Regions from separate parts of the Bos taurus genome. Here region 2 is linked to region 1. A link is a contact called in public Hi-C data. All regions are on one chromosome and are shown on one strand. Each heading gives the region's core, a stretch centred on a gene start, on an enhancer-like site or on the middle of the called end of the contact. The rest is flanking DNA. Distances are from core to core; before and after follow the strand shown.

The links. A called contact is a pair of places that touch in the nucleus more often than the background predicts.
Region 2: a Hi-C map of liver shows a contact between it and region 1, with 2.4 times the contacts expected there. The contact joins the promoter of INTS8 here to the promoter of NDUFAF6 in region 1. A contact is called at or near these places in 2 of 11 Hi-C or Micro-C datasets (liver and an unstated tissue).

The regions. Positions count from the first base shown.
Region 1 is chr14:69,300,077-69,302,880 of ARS-UCD2.0, forward strand. It overlaps NDUFAF6 (NADH:ubiquinone oxidoreductase complex assembly factor 6), which reads right to left and starts at 1,518. Exons shown (of 9, transcript NM_001105389.1): 1 at 1,319-1,518. The coding sequence starts at 1,515.
Region 2 is chr14:69,503,975-69,507,103 of ARS-UCD2.0, forward strand. INTS8 (integrator complex subunit 8) reads right to left here and starts at 1,676. Exons shown (of 27, transcript NM_001102556.1): 1 at 1,543-1,676. The coding sequence starts at 1,672.

The DNA.
Region 1 (2,804 bases), core at 268-2,767:
AGAGTCAACAGCCTCCATTCCACTTAATTACCAATATGGACAGATTAAGTGTCTCCCCATTTGTAAATATATATTTGAGAAAAGCTGTTCTGTGATATCTACAGACTATTACTAGAAGAACATAAAAGAAATCTGTAAGAGCGACTCAACCCTGGATAGGAAAGTCAGAGGACACTACTGGTGTCAAAGAAAAACCGCACTGAACAAGTGACTGTGGATGGTATACATTTTGGTAACCTAAACTGTTTATTATCAAAAAGTGGTAATTTTAAACTATATAAAAATGAATATAACTATTTTGGCTTTTACAATTTTTAATGCCCTGATTTCCACTAATGCTACCTTGTTTCTCCATAAGTAATCAACAAGTAAACAAGGGGGGATAGGTACACTATTTTTAAAAGCATTAAAAACAAAACACTGAAATGCATGGGAATTCTGTCATTATACTACATTTTGCTATAACGGAATTCCAAAAAATTGGGATTTACTAGCCCAATCAAATCCAGGGTGGTTAACTACTCTAGCACTTCTCAGAAGCCCTTGAGACCAGATATTTTGAGACCTTCTGCCGCTTTTATTAATCAAAGGCAGCAGAGTCGGGGAGGGGAGCGGTGTATTTTAAACCATTCATCCCTGAAGTCAGACCTGGAATCCAAGACAGGCCCCTGCCGAGATGTATCAGGTAACCTGAAACATCCAATTCACTCCTCTGTGCTTTTCACGTGTTACCTGAACAAAATCGTCATTAAGCCTCTGACTTTATGAGGCTTAGATTCCACTGAACTCGGGTAAATCCCCTGAATTCTCTCTAAATCTGCTTCCATATCTGCTAAATAAGATAATACCGTTTATACTGTACTCACTGTGCCCCTGCTTTAAGCCAGACATTGTTCTAAATGTTTTAATTCATAAAACTCGGAGTGTACAACTGTCCGTCATACTTTGTGGCGAAGATTACATAAATTACTTGTAAACTAATATTTTGCATAATGCCTGACTGACACACAAGAAGAACTCAAAGTTAGCCACTGCTTACTTAAAATTAATTACTAGTCATCTTTCACATTAAAAAAAAACACTCATGTAAAAAGCTTAACGTTAAGACTCAAGCTACATGACAGACGAAGGAATTTTGCCACAATTTTGGGACCGATGTGAAAGCTCCTGTGGCTTCACTCCCACCACACACCCAGGGATGACCCCAGGGCACACGCGTTGGAATGCCAAGAGGCAGGTCGGCCTCGAGGCCCGCCGCGCCCACGAGGGTCCCTTCCGGCTTTGCTCCCCGACCTCGGGGCAGGCCGGGCTCTCTCACCGCAGCAGCTCCAAGCAGTAGCGGTCAGTGCCCGAGGCGCCAAGTCCACTACCCGCGGCCACGCTCCTCCCGGACGCTACGGGCTCCGAAAGCCGCCGTGCGCGCGCCCACAGGCCCCGGGGTGGTCGGCGGCGACACAGGCCGGGGACGCCGAGCCGCAGAGGTCCCCACGCCGAGCCCAAGGTGGAGGCCGCCATGACACCGACGCCGCCTGCCCTTCGACCCCGCGTTCTCGGCGCGCGGCTACGCTCGGCCACGCCCCCGGCAGGTCAAGCAGCAGGGCGAGGCGACAGGAAGGCGACCTCTGGCCGCTGCTCGGAGAGGAGCCAGGTGTCGCTGTGGTCTGCCGCCGTGCACCTCAGGGAGAGCCCCGCCTGAGTCCCAGGGATTCCGCCCAGGCTCTCCCCTTCCCTTCCAGGCCCTCCTGAAGATGTGTTTATCGAGATAGGAGAATGGAGAATAATTTAACAGTTTACTAGCTTGATTTATAACTTTTAAACAATTATTCACATGGCATGTGAGCCTCCTTAGGCCCTCTTAACCTCAGGCCGGTGAAATGTTACAGTTGAGTCTAGTTGCCAGGACCCCAGACCTGGTCCAAGCTGCTTACATCTGGATCCAAGTAACACCTCCTGCGTCCAGGTTTGACCAGACGTTTCCTGCTGCCGCCACACTCTTCAGTTCAGTTCAGTCGCTAAGTTAGTGTCCGACTCTTTGCGACCCCATGGACTGCAGCACGCCAGGCCTCCCTGTCCATCACCATCTCCCCGGAGCTTGTTCAGGCTCATGTCCATTGAGACTGTGATGCCATCCAACCATCTCATCCTCTGTCGTCCCCTTCTCCTCCTGCCTTAATTCTTCCCCAGCATCGAGGTCTTTTCCAATGAGTCCTCTCTTCACATCAGGTGGCCAAAGTACTGGAGTTTCAGTTTCAGCATCAGTCCTTCCAATGAATATTCAGGTCTGATTTCCTTTAGGATTGACTGGTTGGATCTCCTTTCAGTCCAAGGGACTCTCAGGAGTCTTCTTCAGCGCCGCAGTTCAAAAGCATCAATTCTTGAGCGCTTAGCTTTCTTTAGGGTCCAACTCTTGCATCCATACATGACTACTGGAAAAACCAGAGCTTTGATTAGACAAACCTTTGTCAGCAAAGTAATGTCTCTGCTTTTTAACATGCTGTCTAGGTTGGTCATAGCTTTTCTTCCAAGGAGCCACACTAGTTCTTTCTAAAATGTACTTCTGATCATGATCCTTTCCTGACTGACAAACTTTGCTGAGTGTTGGATAAAGTTCCTCCATGACAATAGCCTCTGTTTACCTTTCAGCCTCAACCCAAGCATTTGTAACTCCAGCTTAATGATTCTCCTTAAACCCAAGGGAGAGAGTTCTGCTTTTGTGGACCCAAGATCAGATCAGATCAGATCAATCGCTCAGTCGTGTCCAACTCTTTGTGACCCCATGAATCGCAGCACACCAGGCCTCCCTG
Region 2 (3,129 bases), core at 426-2,925, 200 kb after region 1:
CATACACACGAATATATATAAGGTAGACAACAAGGACCTACTCTATAGCACAGGGAACTATATCCAGTATCAATATATTGAACTACATTCAATGTCAATATATCACGACTATATAGCACAGGGAACTCTACTCGATATTGAACTATACTCCAATAGGTTATTTTAATAACCTATAACAACCCACTCCAGTACTCTTGCCTGGAGAATCTCATGGACTGAGCAAATAAGCACATAAACAATGGAAAACAATCTGAAAAGGAACAGGTGTATACATATAACTGAATCACCTCACTGTATACCTAAAACATTATAAATCAACTATTCAACTTTTTTTGAAAGTTAAGGGATAAAAAAGGGGATCCAAACAGTTGTGTAGTTACAATGAATAAGGATTATGATTCACAAGAAGTGAGCCTGGCTATTATAAACGAAAGATCAGGAAGGATGTAAGAAGGGAAGATAACAGATCCTTGCAGACAAAAGCACTTTAGACGACAGAACATAATGGTTACAGATTTCAGTTCGGCAAACAACTGTCAAATTAGGGGAAAGAAATGCCATGTTTAAAATTATTGCTTTAAGGCTTAATTAGTGGGACTTGCATCAAGTTACCTCTGCACCTGTTTCTGTCAATGCAAAATAGAGGACCACCTACCTCACAGGATTATCATGAAGACGGAATTAAACGAGAATGCAGCTGTGAAGCATGAAGCACAGAGCTTGGCACCCAGAAACACTCAACAAACTGAATTAAAAGCACATTAATACAATATAGTGGTAAAACCGCCCACGTGAAGTACACCAACTTCTCGCACAGGAGTCTCCACCAGCTCATTAGTGGTGGATTAGTCTAATTACCAGTGGATTAGACTGAACAAGCACATCTGGATTCGAACTCTCGTCAGCAATTTATCATCCAAGGAACTTACCTTTTCATGCCAGCACCTCTTTCCAGAAATACCTGTTATTTCCCACCCTCCCTGAACAGCACTCCTGAACTGCAGTATCAATCATAAACATCATTATACAATAACCATCTTGCAACTGTGATAGCATTTTCTGCTTTCAGAAGTTTTCGCTTTGATTTACAACCCAACTTTGGAATAATTGAGTCAGCAGAATCCGTTTGTTGAGGAATCAAACAGTTAAAATACGGACCTAAGATATTCAGCGTCAGGACCAGCCTCTGAACAGCTGATGTCTCCGCAGACCGCACCCCCCGCCCAAACTGTCCGGGGTTCAGCCCCAGGGGAGGGCTGAGACCCCCTCCCCCCGAACCCGAGTACGGTCACAAGGCCACCTGAGAGGCGACAAGACGGCAAACACTAATAGGGGGCGGGAGCGGGAGGGGCTCTGTTTCCCGCTTTTCTTAGGCCTCCCGGAGCGGCGCCCCGCGCCGGCAGGTTTGATGCCCAGTCAGAGACGGGGCGGCGCCAGGGCTCAGCCCCGAGGCCCGCCTCCCCGGGCCGCGGGGTAGCGACAGAAGGCGCGGGGCGGCGGGAGCCCCGAGGGCAATCCTTGGGCCGCGGGCGCCGCGCTTACCCGGGCAGGGCTTGCGCAGGTGTTTCTCCAACAGCGACTCCTGCAGCAGGAACTCGAACCAGGAGGTCTGCGGCGGGGTGCAGGGGCGGCTGGAGGTGGCCGCCTCCCGGTCCGCCGCCTCCGCGCTCATCCTGCCCCCGCCGCCGCTACCCCCAGGGACGCTTCCCGGCTCCAACCTGACGCTCGGACGCGGGCCCCGGGGGCCTCTGACGTGCGGAACTGCCCGGAAGCGAGGGGGCACGCGGAACGTCCCGGAAACCCACACAACCCAAAATGGCGGCCTGACCCCCAGCCGGGGCGGGGCGTCCTGGTTCCGCCCCCACCCCACCCCCGCCGCGCCTCCAGACCAATCGTTATTCGAGTTGGAGGAGGGCGGGGCCGATGTCTTTGGGAGACGGCTTGCTGGTGAACTACGTCGCTCAGTTTGCTTTCCCTGTTCCCTTGGCCAGCGGACAGAACAGCCTCATCGGCAGGCCTGAGAGTCTTCGGAAAATTTAGCGAACCCTACAGGTTCAGACTGTGATCTAGGCAAATCTGTCTTTGTTGATTTCAATTTTCCGACGTCCATTTCTGAGATTTCAGTTCAGTTCAGTCGCGTCCAACTCTTTGCGACCCCATGGACTGCAGCACACCAGGCCTCCCTGTCCATCACCAACTCCTGGAGTTTATTCAAACTCATGTGCATGGAGTCAGTGAGGCCATCCAACCATCTTATTCTCTGTCATCCCCTTCTCCTCCCGCCTTCTATCTTTCCCAACATCAGGGTCTTTTCAAATGAGTCAGTTCTTTGCATCAGGTGGCCAAAGTTTTTGGAGTTTCAGCTTCACCATCAGTCCTTCCAATGAATATTCAGTACTGATTTCCTTTAGGATGGACTGGTTGGATCTCCTTGCAGTCCAAGGAACTTTCAAGAGTCTTTTCCAATACCACAGTTCAAAAGCATCAAGTCTTCAGCGATCAGTTTTCTTTATACTCCAACTCACATCCATACATGACTACTGGAAAAACCATAGTCTTGACTAGATAGACCTTTGTCAGCAAAGTAATGTCTCTGCTTTTTAATATGCTATCTAGATTGATCATAACTTTTCTTCCAAGGAACAAGCGTCCTTTAATTTCTTGGCTGCAATCACCATCTGCAGTGATTTTGGAGCCCCCCCCAAAATAAAGTCTGACACTGTTTCTACTGTTTCCCCATCTATTTCCCATGAAGTGATGGAACCAGATGCCATGATCTTTGTTTTCTGAATGTTGAGCTTTAAACCAACTTTTTCACTCTCCTCTTTCACTTTCATCAAGAGGCTCTTTAGTTCTTCACTTTCTGCTGTAAGGGTGGTGTCATCTGCATATCCGAGGTTATTGATATTTCTCCTGGCAATCTTGATTCCAGCTTGTGCTTCTTCCAGCCCAGCGTTTCTCATGATGTACTCTGCATATAAGTTAAATAACCAGGGTGACAATATACAGCCTTGACGTATTCCTTTTCCTATTTGGAACCAGTCTGTTGTTCCATGTCCAGCTCTAACTGTTGCTTCCTGACCTGCATACAGATTTCTCAGGAGGCAGGTCAGGTGATCTGGTATTCCT